Linked DNA regions of Pan troglodytes: region 2 is linked to region 1. The links are chromatin contacts, called in public Hi-C maps. All regions are on one chromosome and are shown on one strand. Each heading gives the region's core, a stretch centred on a gene start, on an enhancer-like site or on the middle of the called end of the contact. The rest is flanking DNA. Distances are from core to core; before and after follow the strand shown.

Evidence for each region. Hi-C and Micro-C count contacts between places; a contact is called where the count stands out from the background.
Region 2: a Hi-C map of stem cell-derived neural progenitor cells shows a contact between it and region 1, with 3 times the contacts expected there. The contact joins the enhancer-like site here to the promoter of GNAO1 in region 1. A contact is called at or near these places in 1 of 7 Hi-C or Micro-C datasets (stem cell-derived neural progenitor cells) and 1 of 1 datasets of contacts at active chromatin or transcription factors (stem cell-derived excitatory neurons).

The regions. Positions count from the first base shown.
Region 1 is chr18:54,189,659-54,196,767 of NHGRI_mPanTro3-v2.0_pri, reverse strand. It overlaps GNAO1 (G protein subunit alpha o1), which reads right to left and starts at 3,525. Exons shown (of 9, transcript XM_510976.9): 1 at 2,511-3,525; 2 at 2,248-2,290. The coding sequence starts at 2,628. It also overlaps the pseudogene LOC104002630.
Region 2 is chr18:54,322,653-54,329,588 of NHGRI_mPanTro3-v2.0_pri, reverse strand. The region is part of intron 3 of GNAO1 (G protein subunit alpha o1); the gene reads right to left. Among named protein-coding and RNA genes, the nearest start is that of AMFR, 100 kb to the left of the region's middle. Within about 2 kb of position 5,283, at least 8 of the 24 cell types and tissues checked have an H3K27ac peak or open chromatin away from gene starts, as enhancers often do. A contact at or near this core is called in stem cell-derived neural progenitor cells, where this site is marked.

The sequences.
Region 1 (7,109 bases), core at 2,276-4,775:
TCAGAGAGCTCAGCTCTCTTTGAATAAAAAAAGGTGAGGCACCCCTTTGGGGGATTCAGTATATATTTTTAAACTTCTCATTAAATCAACCTAATTTATGGGGCATGTTCAGGAAAAGCAGTTGCTTTGGCAGATGCAAAGTTAATTTGCAGACTCTGGCCTGTCCCCCTCCTCCTTCCCCTCCTGCGCACTCCCCTCCCCCGAGTATTTCCGAATGCTTTCGACCCCCTCCGAAGCGGCTCGGCTCTCTCCGCCGGAGCACCGACTCGGCTCCGAACACCGCCGACTCCCTCCGAGCCCCGCGCCCAGACCGCACCGAACCTAGCCGAGCGTCGCCGAACTGAGCCCCATCGACTTTTCCGGCCTCGGCTGGGCGCTGTCCACCACTTGCAACGCCTGAAACCTCATCTAGCTCAGGTGGCTGGGGCTTCTACTGGGCTCCGAGTCCGCCACTGCTGATTACAGACTTCTGAAGTTTTAAAACGTCCCCCCTTCGGGAGAAAGGGGTGGCGCGGCTTGCATTTACAGATCTGCAAGGGCTCCAGACAGATGCAACATGCACCTTGTTGCAAAGGGCAATTCCCCAGGCCCCGCCTCCCCATCAATTTGGGTTGCACAAGCTCAAGAGAAGCCCCAAGCTAAATTACTCTTGGCTCAGAAGGGTGCGGCGAGCCGAGGGGGGCTCTGCGAAGAAAGCCCCAGGGAGCTCTCGAACAAAAATAAGAACATGTCAAGCAGATGGGAAAATTGTCTCCGAGTCGCTACTCCCTACCATCATGGCGCCGCCTAGAACCCGCTTGTCATGCCTGTTACACATGCAAGATTTTTTGCATCTTGGTTCTGAAACCGCAAGCATGCTTCGTCTCCCACTCCCACCTTCCCACGAAAGGGGTTTTTATTTTCCATTGTTTCCCTACGCGATGCAATTATTTCGGCTATTCTGTCAAGTTGAAAAATAATCATTTTTGTTTACTGCACAGCAACCCCTAATTAGGAGCTGTGTGTGCACGAAGGTGTCACAGCAAAGCGACGTGGAATCTTCGCTAAACGGTCTAAACGAACTCCTCCGTCTCGAACTGACAGGCCAACCGAAACAGGAGGCCCGGAGGGCGCACACCCCTTCGCTGCCGGCCACCCCCTCCCCAAGCAAACCTGCCTGTGGGATCACCAGGAACCGCCGAGTGGATAGGGCAAGAAGCGAGCCTGCAAGTGGAAAGGAGGGGCGAGGCTCCTTATTGAGAAAGTGTGGAAGGGAAGGAATATCCCATTTTGTTTTAATTTTCAACCATCACTCAAATCCACCCCCAGTTAATTAGGAGGGGAAACTGATAGCTAAGGCAGAAGGGGGCGGCGGCAAGTGGGGCCTGAAATCCGCATTGTGGGTAGATTACATGGAACACGGCCTATGCAGAGTGTAAATAAATACACTGATAAAGGCCACGGAGCGAACGAAAACTGCGGGTGTCAGGAGAGCAATGCTGGGAGGGTGGGGGAGGAGAGGAGCTGGGGGCAGCAAGGGGCGGACATTCAGCCTCACAGGCAGCTTCCCTCCCCCTTCCACCTCTACCTTGGATAAAACTGTGCCCGTCACCTACGTTTGGAAACCCACTCCTTCCCCTAGCACACGACCCCTCCCCTAACCCTGGCCCTCTTTTTTTTTGGGGGGGGTGCGAGGGGATGTAGAAACCACAGCCTCCAATTCAGCACCAAATGCATGAACAGCAGACACTTGATCCTCCACCCCAGTCTAGGGCTGGGTCCCCTCCATGTTAGCCAAGTTCAAAATCACTGCCCCAGGAAAAGAGCAGGGGGAAGTGGGATTACGGACCTTGGGGGATAGGGAGGTATGGAGGGAAGAGGAGAAAGAAATAGAGACAGAATGAAACAGAGACACAGACAGAAATGGAGGCAGTGAGACACAGAAAATATTCCACAAGCAAGAGTAATGATCATAATCATGCCAATAGTGTGATGTTCTGATCAATATGGCGGACACTGTCATTCATACAACTACAGGCGCTCCCCTTCCCCCTCCCAAAAAACACCCACCCAGGAGTTAGGGTGGAGGACCCAGAACCAACGTAGGGAGTGGGGGAGGGGAGTCAAATATAGGGGTGTGTGTGTGTGTGTGTGTGTGCACGAATTAAAAAACAGGCCTGGAGAGCAATGTGGAGTAAGCAATGTAATAAAAACGATTTAAAAATTATTCTTAATAAAAGTACGAATCCCAATGCCACAGGGACTTACTTCATCTGCTTCACAATGGTGCTTTTTCCTGATTCTCCAGCCCCTGTTGGGACACAGACAGTGGGGAAAAACTGGTGAGTGTCAGCTTAAGGGAACAGGGGGAGGGGGGGACTAAGGCATGCGAGGGGGTGGGCGATCCTGGGCACATGGTGGTGCCAACTTGGGGACCAGGTCTCCCGGGCGCGAGTGGGGTGGGGGAGCTGGTGGCAGGGCGTGCGGAGTGGCCGGGGTCGGGGGATGGGGGTAGCAGCGGCGGTCCTTACCGAGCAGGAGTAATTTCACGTCTTTGGCGGCGCTGATGCCATCCTCTTTGAGGTTTTTCTCAATCGCCTTGCTCCGCTCGAGGGCGGCTCTCTCCTCTGCGCTCAGAGTACATCCCATGGTGGCCCCTTCCCTGCCACAGCCCGCACGACTCGGCTGGCACGGCTCCCCGGCTTGGAGCGCCCCCCACCCCCCCAGAGAGCAGAGCCTGGGCTCAAGGGGGGAAAATCACGATATCCTCTCCTGGGCTGGAAACAAAAATGTCGGGAAACCAGAACCCTCCAAAAAGACAGCCGCTAACAAGATTCCAGCAGCGGAGACTCGCGGCAGCTGGCAGGGGTCTGGGGTTGTCGAATCGAGGGTGGCCGGGGTCTGGGGCTCCGGAGCCAAGGGAGGAGGCGCCCGCGGGCCGAGGAGGCGCGGACTGCAGGCACTGAGGCTTGTGCACGACCCAAAATAAATAAAATAATAGTCGAGGCTGGAGCCGCAGCCGGAGCCGACAGAGGGTGGGGTGGGGGGCAGGGTGGGTCCTGCTGCCGCGGCTGCCGGAGGAGGAGGAGGCGGCGGCGGCGGAGGAGGAGGTGGAGGAGGCGGCGGCGGCGGCGCGGGATGTGGAGGGAGTGAGTTAGGGGGTGCTGCTAGTGCATGTGCATCGCCGCTCTTCAGCCGTCGGTGCGTCCGCGGCGCCTTCGCCGACCCCCGCGCGCTGGGCAGGGTTGGGCAGGGGGCCGGGCCGAGGGGCAGGTCTCTAGCGGGAGGCGGCGTCGCTGTCTCCCAGAGCTCGCATCGCTCGGTGAGCCTACCGGAGAGAGAGGGAGAGCGCCAGGGAGCCGCAGCCAGCCGGGAGCTCGAGGGAGAGGGAGAGAGAGAGAGAGGCAGGGAGGGAGGGGAAAAAAAAAATGGGAGAGCGAACAAGCGCGCGCGCGCCTGGGCCCGGGCGCGGGGAGGAGGCCAGCGCAGCGCGCGAGTGCGCCAGCGGCTCTGCGCACCCGGCTCCGCAGGCCGCCAGCTGACGTCAGCAGGGCCGCGCGCCGGGCCCCCGGGACGGGGAGGGCGCGGGGCGGGGGAGGCGCGCGCCGGAGTTCGCGTCAGCCGGCGGCGGCGCGCACACGCGCTCGCGGAGCGGCCTGCCCCTCCCCCCAGCGCCCTCCCGGCCCGCGGCTCCCCCGGGGTGGGTGCTTGCGGGACTGGCGGGGGCGGGGAGTGGGGCCGGGCGCGCGCCGGGGCGCCCCACCCCGCCCCCGCCCCCGCCCCACGCGCCGGCGGCGCGGACCTCCTTGTCAATGGGAGCGCGGGGCCGGGCTGCCCGCAGGACGGTCAGGTGGGCCCCCCAGCTCGCTGCCAGCGCGGCCTCTGTCCCTCTCGGGCCGGCTCTCCATCTTGTCGCCCGCAGCCCGCCTTCTCCGTGGCTCTCCAGCCGCTGGGGCCGCAGAGCCGAGGCCGGGTTACCTCAGGAAACGCGATGTGGTAGTGGGTCGGAATAAACCCGCGCGCCCCAGAATTCGCCTTGGGGGCGTAAGGACAGATTCGGACTTCTCGTTTCCTATGTCCACATTTATTGAGCACCTAATAGGTGAGACCCGAGGCTGTAAGAAGAGGAACGCAGCGGGCGGAGAAAAGCCAGAGCTTTTTCTCTGTGAGCCGCTGCCTCCAGGGCCATAGCCGACCCTGCTCCGAGATCCCAGCCGCCGCTCTCCGTGCAGGAGGGGTGCCCACCCTGGGGAGGCCAGGGTGCGCGGAGTGGAGGGACAGGGCTTCAAGCGACCGGGAGTTACCAGCAAACCCCTGATCCCTGAGCAGTTTATTTTAAAAGCTTTTGCAAATGTTGGACGGTTTCGTTTGGTGGAGGCCGTCTTTGCACTAAATTCTCCTGTCCTCCCCCTTCGAAACGCACAAAATGAATTTTGAACAGATTTTGGATGAGAGGTTTTCTTCCTTTTTTCATCTTCTGAAACATTTCCCCCTCATTTCTTCTCAGATAAAGACCCAGAAACCCGGGACAGTTACTCGGTGTACAGCTAGTCAAATACTGAGGAAACCAGTCGATATTTGCCAAAGATTGGGCATGTTCTGGGTGGTCTCAGATTTTGAAGAAACGACTTTTTTACTGCACAAAATAGTTTTACAATCAGTTCCATCAGACAGCCCCAGGGGCTCTCCTAGGGAAAGGGGCCAATAGGCAAGGTTGCATGGGGATAAGAGAGGCAAGCGGCCAGTGGAAAACGTTTTTTGTTTTTTTTTTCCTAACAGTTGGGCATTTCTGTAGCTCTGAAAGCAAACTTGTTTGTTTCATTTCAACGATAGAAAAAAAACCACTCCTGTTTTGGAAATGTAACCCAGCATAAAAATACATTTGCAATGGGGAAAAAGAAAGCAGTTTAGGGCCACCCAGAAGAAAATATTTTTTCCCTGATTTTTTTTTTAATTTGGTATTTCCCAGTGTGGGTTTGCCTCATTTTACAAATAGCTGCCCATGTCAAGAGGTGGGTATGTGATTTAAATATTTTAATTTGAATCACATTTTACATAGTCTAGGAAACTGACAAAAGAATCCTATAGAGAATTGTTTTATAAAGTGAATAACTGCTTCTCTACCTACCTGCCCCTCTCATTCTTCTTTTCTGTGCGTGTTTTTGGGGGGCTGTTATGGGATAAATCTTGTTTGGCTTAAAAATCACTAAAACGCAGCCTTTCAAATCCAAAACAGAGAGCTTAGGTACCCAACATTCTATAGAATGTATTATTTCCTCAAGAGGTTGCTAGGAACAGTTATGTAGATCTACCAGGTGCAGGGAAGCACTCCACACTCTCACCCAGGTCCTGTATCCCTGCAAGACTGCGTTGGAAAGACTGAAGAGGTAAGAATATACCGATTTAATTGCGGATTCCGGGTCACATTTCACGTTTCCATGCTCTTTCTTTGAAGTAATTTTTAATTTAAAATCTTAGGCTCTTGGATTATTTGGGTTTGTATGGTTGAATGAAACTATCATTGACCTTAGGTATATTTATTTCTTCTTGGTATCAGACCTAGTATGATGGAGGCACAAACCTGTTTTGCGTTTTTCTTTACTCACTCTACTTATTAAGCACCTACCTACCATGTACAGGGTAACTGTTCTAGGGGCTATAGATGTTGTATTTCAGGTTTGTCTACTCAGTTTTCTTTTTCTGGGTCACTTTGCATCTTTATCGCTGGGCTTCGTAAAAGACTAATAATAATCCGCTTCATCTGTATAGTGCTTTACAGCTTACAGAGCACTTTTACAAAAATTATCTCATGTGATCCTCCCACATAAACCTCAGTTAAGCACATGGCGTGGGAAGCATCATGGCTGAGTGCAAAGAACCTGGACCATGAATACAGATCAACCTGAGTACCCATTTTATAGCTGAAGAAGCTGAGCCACTGTTTAGGGTCACGAACAGTTATTCTTCTTACTACTACCTGTAAGTAGTAAGCCAGTGCTCCTTTCACATGTTTGTGGACTATCTGAGAAACTGCATGCTATATGCACATATAAAGTGTGCTTCCCAGACTTACAGAAAGTATACAACCCGAGAACCCACTCATATTCAGGTTCCCCCAAAGGACGTGAGGATAAGAATCTCTCAGTTCTCTGTGAATTATTAGTAATTAGATAATACCACAAGTGTTTAATTGTTCACAATTAATTCCTGTGGGAATGAGGAAATTACTATCCTAACATCAGCAGCGGGAGATGCTTAGACCAAGGACAGATTCTATTTGGTTTTATTTTATATGATCCTCAGAATTTTATTTCTCGGATTATTGTTGATGTCCAGAGAATAACTCTCCCTCCAACCTCAGCCATTCCCTTTGCTACACACATACATCATTCAGTATATTTTTAATTTTATAAGTAGGTAATTAGAGTATTTTATATACTCTCTAAAAGAAACAACGGCAAAGCCCTTTACTGCATGTGGCTCCTGGATCTGGAGGGCAATTCATTATATCAATAAGATTCCCCAGCTCTGACTTACAGAATGTGGGCTCTGATTAGGTAAACTGACTTCCCCTGTTTGTTCCCTTTTATACTTTAATTAAATATAAAATTACTTTAATTATTTAAATATGTATGCATTGGCAGTCTACTGTGTTTAATATATTGATTTAGACATGAAGACAGGTTGGGATGTCATGAGCTTGGAATCTTGAAATCTTGAAAATTCTGGAATGTTTTCTCAAAACAATTTACATTAGAATTAGCTGGGGTGCTTGTTAAAAATTCAGTTATCCATCTTACTTTTACCAACTCAGATTCTTCAGCCATTTGCATTGATAGCCACTCCCCAGGTGATTTTTCTGTGTACAGAGTTTGGTCTTGTGCAGAATCTGTATGTGCCAGTTAATTCTGTTAAGAGCTTACTTTCTTAAAGCCCAGATACCTCACATGTTTCTAAATTCAACATTTTTTTATGTTTAGTAGTTTTTTTGTATTTCTGTGAAAGGGAAAAAAACTATGAAAATTGCTTATGAATACTACTCTCATGGGAAGAAAATAGGCTAAAATATGTGGTTCATAACCTAAATGAAACTAAATATCCAGTGAATTAGTCATTTTATTATTATTATT
Region 2 (6,936 bases), core at 4,034-6,533, 130 kb before region 1:
TTTACAAAAAGAATCCAGAAATTTTTAGTTGGGCACACTGATATCCAACTAAAAGGCTGGATTTTTTTTTTTTTTTTTTTTTTTTTGCTTACAGCTAGTTGTGACCATGTGACAAATTCTGCACAAAGAAAGGTAAGCTGAAGTGAAGTAAGGCCTCAGGAAAGGTTGTTTTAAAGGTAAGGGGCACCCTTTTTCTCTCATTCCCTCTTTCCTAATGCCTGGAACTTGGATGTGATGGCTGGAGCTCTAGCAACTAAATGGGATCATGAAGACAAGGTCAACACCCTAGGGATAGTGGAATAGTGATCCAAAAACAGCCTAGGTCAAGGATCAGACTCCACACTATCTGAAGTCATCCTCACACTATCTTCAGTGTGTGTTTTCTTAATACTTAAATTCAATTTCTATCTTATTTAAGGCATAATTTCCAGAGTTTCTCGTATTCAGTTAAACTTAATCATAATGGGTATAGCTCTTCCTTTCAACAGCTGCCCATCATTCCCGCATTCCAGACTCCTTGGGGCCTACAAAGCCCCTGACTGCCTCTCTGTCCTGACATCCTCCAACTTGCCCCCTCTCACGGGGCTTCAGCCATACAGCCTTACTCCTGTTCCCCAAATAAGCTGGGTGCTCCATCTGTCCAGATCACTCTGGTCTCAGTCCCACCCTATCTCAAATGTCACCTCCTTAGGGAAGCCCACCTCCCTGCTCCCACAGCGCACAGCAACACCATGGTACAGCTGGTGCTGTATGAGCCTGGTCCTCAGGGCAGGGATCGTTTCCTGATTTCTCATGGTACCTGGGCCTCGCACCCTGCTTGGTAGAGAGTTGGTGCTCAGCCACGTCTGCAGGATGTATGGATCCTTGGCATTTTAATATGAGGCTTGGCCCCAGTTTCTCACTCAATCCTATCTATCCTCCAGCTCTTGTCAGTTTGTGTCTCATTTAATGATTACGGCAGGTGGGTATCCTGCTTAGGCGAGGGAGCTTCCTAAAGATCACATCGCCAGTAAGGAGAGCCTGGACTCAAAGTCAACCTCCTCTTGTGCCACAGCCAGCAGCTCTGGACTTCACATCTCAGACAAGGCCTGGCCACCTGAGGCCCAAGCTGAGAACTAACGCGTACCCAGCCCAGCCCCCAAGCAGAGGGAAGGGAGATGCATAAGACAGAAGGGCCAGGCCTGAGGGGAAGGAAGGGCTTTGCCAGCACAAAAAAAAGGATGGCGGGCTTCACAAGCAATTACTAGAGCCAGGGGAGACCCTACTCCTTCGTTTGCCTGCTTTTAGGGGTCTGGGGGACGGGGCTCAGGCTGAGCCTGAATTTCCCAACCAGGGCTCCTCCTGGGCCTATGGGTTGTGTGTGGTGGGTATTTTCTAGCACCATTCTTTCTGCTATGGCCCCATCACACTGCTGTTTCTTGCTGGTCAGAGCGTGCCTGGGTGCCCAGGCCATATGAAATGTGACAAAACACACGCATGTCCTCTGGGCAGACTCACCAGGTGCTGTAGTCTGATTGTTTATGTCCCCCTAAGATTCCTATGCTGAAATCCTAACCCCCAAGATGCTGGCGTTCGGAGATGGGGCCTTTGGGAGGTGATTAGGTTTTAAAGGTGGAGCTCTCACGAAGGGGGTTAGTGCCCTTATAAGAGAGGCCCCAAAGACCCACATCCCTTCCACCACGTGAGGACGCAGCAAGAAGGGGCCGTCTAAGAGAAAGTAGCCCCCACCTGATAGTGATCTACCAGCACCTTCATCTTGAACTTCCCGGCTTCCAGAACTGTGAGAAATAAATTTCTGTTGTGTATAAGCCACCCAGCATATGGTATTCTGCTATGGTAGCCTGAATGGATGAAGATACCAGGTCTGGCCTGTGAGTATTTTACGCGGGGCAGACGGCTAGAGCTGACTTCTTTAGAAAACTCACTGCGTGCTCCCACCCAGGCAGTTCTGCAGGAGAGACAGCAGTGACCGCTACCAGGTGGCAGTGAAGGCCTGCCCGCTCCTCTCTGCCCAGTCCTGTTCTCCTGGGCAGCTGCCCTCTCTGCCTTTGTGGCTTTTTTCTCGTTTTACGGCAGCAGAGCCCCAGTTCCCAGAAGTGAAGCACCCTTCTCCAACCCAGTCTGAGTGGTTTGCGTTGAGCTAAATCTCCCCTGATTCTAGGGGTGGACACATGCTCTGGGCTTGGCCAACCCATCTCACTGGCCTGTGAAGAGTCTGGGGTGGACAAAGAATCCCTATTTGTCAAATGAGACTAACAATCAGTCTCTAGTCCCAGCCAGCCCCAGGACACTTGTAGCAGCTATTAGGAAAGAGAGGCTCTCAAACGGAGGCCCCCTCTGAGTGTGCAGCCAACATTGAGGAAAGCAGAGCTGAGAGGGAGGCACCTGAGTCATGATAATATGTCAACGCCTGGATCAAGCTGCGCCTGCAGCCACAGAGACCTCTGGGCTTTCTAGTTACTTGAGTCAATCAATCCCCTGCTTTTAAAAATCCATTGGAGGATATGTTGTTTGTTTGTTTGTTTGGTTTATTTTTGCACTTGTACCCCAAATAGTCCCATTATGCCCCCTAGTCGGCCAAGGCTAATGTGTGGCCTACCTCCTGCAGGAAGACCCCTCCCATTCCTGCAGCGCCACTGGCTTTCCCGGCATCTGAGCCCGCTCCTCTCTTACTATCTGACCACACCCCGTGCACAGTGCCCACACGCCGTGTGGTGTTTCCTGTGTGGGTGGCCCCTCTCTCTCCCATGGGACTGGCATGGCACTAGCTGTGTTGTGAGCACTGGCCACATGCTGCACACTGAAGGCAGTCTGGGGGATTCAGTAGCAGGCAGTCCTGTAAGGAGTTCATGGACATGTGTGTCTGCCTGAGGCATGAAGGAGTGGGTCCCTCTTCCCACCACTGTCCCCATGGTTCTAAGGCCCAGCTACAGAGAGGAAGGGAGGGGGCTCTCTGCTGTGTGTGTGAGGGAAAACCTGACTGCATTTCCTCAGATGTATAGGTGCGGGTGGGATGGGTTTTGTAATCATTAAGGGCCCAGAATGCCCCCACCTCATCATTCCGCACCTGCTGGAATCCACCATGGAATCCAACATCTGATTCTCTTGCCACCCCACACCCTTCGAGGAGCCTCCTCTGCCAGCTTCCTTTGCTCACTCCCTCCTTGGACTTTTAGTGCTGCTCCATGCAGCTTTCTGGGGGCTTCAGACTGTAAATTCAGGAGCTACCCAGACCTGAGCTCCAGCTTTAGCTTCCAGCTTGAGCAAGGGGTATCATCTTTCTGAGGCTCAGTGTTCTCACCTGCAAAATGGGGATGACAGCACCATCATTTTCTCTGCAAGGCTGTTGCGTGAGCAAACGGAGGGCACTTAGCACAGGGATGGCCCTGAGGGGTGGGCTGCGCTGCTGTCCACCCAGTGGACGAGTATACATGGCTCCACCTCATAGGCTGCCCAGGGCTGCCACATAGAGATAAGAGCAACCCGCCCACCCTCATGATGATTGGGCGCATGGGAGGAGGATGGGACTCTTCTATGGGACATGGCTGGGACTGTGTATTTCTGAATGTTAACAGTAAGCGAGATGCCATTCTTATGGGTTTAGGATCAGGAGGCCAGGAGAGGTTGTCATTTCTCAAGGCCACCTACAGGACTCTTTTCCACATCAATGATTTAAAGACAGCTTTTTTTTTTTTTTAATCATATTTTTTATCATAGTAACCACTACAATCTTTCTGGTTAAATGATATCTCACTCTTAATGTTGACAAATAAATGGCTCAAAGCTGCCACAGTGGAGATGAGGCACTTTTGGGGAAGCTCAAGGCTCCGGAGAACCCCCTATGTAAACCTTTGCACGGCACCTGTCAGCAGCTGGAGAAAGGGGTGGGCAAGGAGAGGAACAGGCCTGTGGAGACAGGGCCCAGGGGACATTCCAGCATTGAGAGGGGTGGGGAGCATGGTACAAGTACCCCCCAGAAGTGGGTTGCTTTGGGCTGTTGCTGGGGAGCAGGATGCCTGGGAGGTGGTAGGGTAGTGATGCTCCAGAACTGGCATTACACAGGGGGTCCCTTATCCTGGCACACAGGCCCTGTGTCCTGCCACGAGGACATGTGCTGCTGGCGGCTGGTCACGAGTGTGCTGGGGAAGCAGCACCCTGGTGACAATCAGTATAACAGCCCATGGTGCGCAGCAGGGAGGGGTGCTGCTTCCAGAAAGCTCTCTCCAGTCAGCCAGCTGGTCCCTGGAGATAGAACCCATGCTCCTAGGAGGGGCGTAGGCTCCCAGAGCCCAGTCAGGGCCCTGCCCCCTGTGTACCCAGCTCCTACCCACCAGGACACAGACAGTCCCCCTGCACCAGCTTCTCCTGTCATAGCACCTTCTTCCCCGCTTCTCAGAGATGCAGCAGATGCCTGTCTGTCCTGTGCCACACCCCAGGGGTGGTGGTGGTGACCAAGAGAACCTGAGCGAAAAGGATAGAAGACCACATTCTCCACTCACACGCCAGGTACTGCAGGGACTTGGAAAAGCCCAGGTATATTCTTAGTGTGAAACTGGGATGGCAAACTGCACTTTTAACACTTGAGTCTTCAAAACCCTTCCCTTCTCTTCATGGCAATGTAAGCTTTTCAGCAAATATCAGTGGCAAAGAGGCTTGGAGCTAAAGCTTAATAAAAGGCCTCTTCCCTCTCAAGGGATGAGGTGCCAAGGATATGATGGGGAAATGAACAGGGATTTTCATTGTGTGACCCAAGTTCAAATCCTGGCTTCTGCATCTTTTTAGCCATGTGACCTTGGACTGAACAGTTAACCTCTGAGCCTCTGTTCTCTCACTACTCCCCACTGCACAGGGCTGTTTGTGCAGATAAAACGGGCTGAGGATGTGACACAGCTTTGCAACATGAAAGAAGCCTGCCAATGTTAGTTATTATAAGCAAAGATGAAATGCCTCAGACACAAACAACAAGCTGACACAAAATAAGCCTGCTTTGTACAAGACTTTCTAGGCAAGCATGATAATCTTGATAACAATAATCATAGTAATTATAATAATAACCCCTTCCATTTGAGGAGCTGCTTTGGATCATTCAGAGCTTTCCTCCATCTCTAATCTTTTAGGCCAAGTGAAGTGTGAGTCTGCAGACATGCACGCGCACGCAAACACACACACAAACCCAGTCCTCCAGTTGCAGGGAAAAACCTCCATCTGGCCCCACCCTGCCCCATGTACTGTAGTTGTCCCTGTACCCACCAGGGGGCAGGAGTGCACAGGCCAATGGGAGAGGGAGCGTGAGCTGGACCCGCCGAGCCAGAGACCAGGCATTGCAGGGCCGGGCCCGGCGGCCATCGCGCCTTCCTTGGGCTGCCGACTTGCTCTTCAACGCGAAGGGGCAGAGAGACCCCAGCCGCTGGGGGGGCCCAGCCTGGCCACTACAATTCCAGCTGGCAAAGAATTCTGGGTACTTAGTAACTAGCGCTCCCACCCAGGCCTGCACATCTGAGGAAACACCGTCACGTTCTCTCTGTTCTCTCCGGCACAGGAGAGAGCCCCCCGCCCCTCCCTCTCTGCAGCTGGGCGTCAGAACAGTGGGGAGCACTCCCTTCCGGGGCGGGGGTCTGCTTTCCTGGCCTTGGGCTGGCAGATGGCTCTCTGCCTGTGACTCTCAGTGGAAGTGCTACCAAATTGCCACCCCGGGCGCACGTTAGACATTTGTGACCAGTCTTTGGTAGTGGCAACAACTGGGGTGCTGCAGGCATTTGGCGGCTGGGGCTCTTTCCTCGCTTGGGCTTAGGATTCTGAGCAAGGCCTGCGCCTACAGAACGTCCTCAGCTCACAGGGTCTCTTGAGGAGGTGGGGGACCTCATGGGCTCACCATTGCTTTAGGGAAGGGAACCTTCCTGGTTCCTCAAAAAGATCCTGCAGCAGAACCAAGGATTCAGTGCCATCTCTAATCTTGCTTTCCTTCTCCATTTAGGATGATGATCCTCCCACTCTCTTCTTTCAAATCCACCCATCATCCCTTCTCCAGCCAGCCAGCCACACATCCTGCACCACCTACCCATCTATACATCATCTACCCATCAGCCACCCCAGTTCATCCATCCACTCACATCCCTTCCAACCCACCACCATCCCCTCCACTCTTCCCTGGCATCTATCTATCCCTTAGTTACTCATCCACTCCTGTTTGATCCAACTCGCCTCCCACCCATTCATTCTCTCCTTGATCCACTCATCCATTCACCCATCTACTATGTATCCATTTACACCTGCTAGGTGGCAGACACTGAGTGGGGTCTGGGCCTTAAGGACTTTAACATTTGACAAAGGGAATCTCCCCAGCTCAGTAGTTGGTGCCTTGAACACATCAGGGTGGAGGGAGAGCAGCCCCTGTGGTTTTCCCTGCCTCTGTCCCATGGTCCCTTCTGGGTCAGGGGTCTGTGACTGTGTTAAGCAAGGCTTTCCTGAAGTCCCCACCTGGGTTCAGAAAGCAGTTCAAACCTTCTGGATGCCCCAGGATTTGTCCTAAACCTTTCTGAGAACCTTACCTGCCTGGACCCAGGCTGTCCCCTGTGGAGTAAAGAAGGCTTGGGTTTTTTGATCCTTTCTTTCCTTTTCAGCCTCAGAACTCAGGGATCTTCCAATGACTGAGAAGCAGGTTTTTCCTAGACAGAAACTGCTTACTATGTTCCTTCCAGAACCAGGGGCCAGGGGGTGGGAAGGCGACTGTGGCCCAAGTCCTCTGAGGCCCTGTCACTGGTTCCCGCACACCTGAAAGTTTTCACCCAGAAACCACCTGTCAGTGGCTGGTACAGTTTCTTACTCCTGGCCCTGGCCACAGTTAAGCAGGAGCCAGGGCTAGACCTAGGAATCTTCCTTCCCCACAGATTGGAGGACGTCTCTGTGTGAAGCCCAGGGCTGAGTGCTGGGGACAGA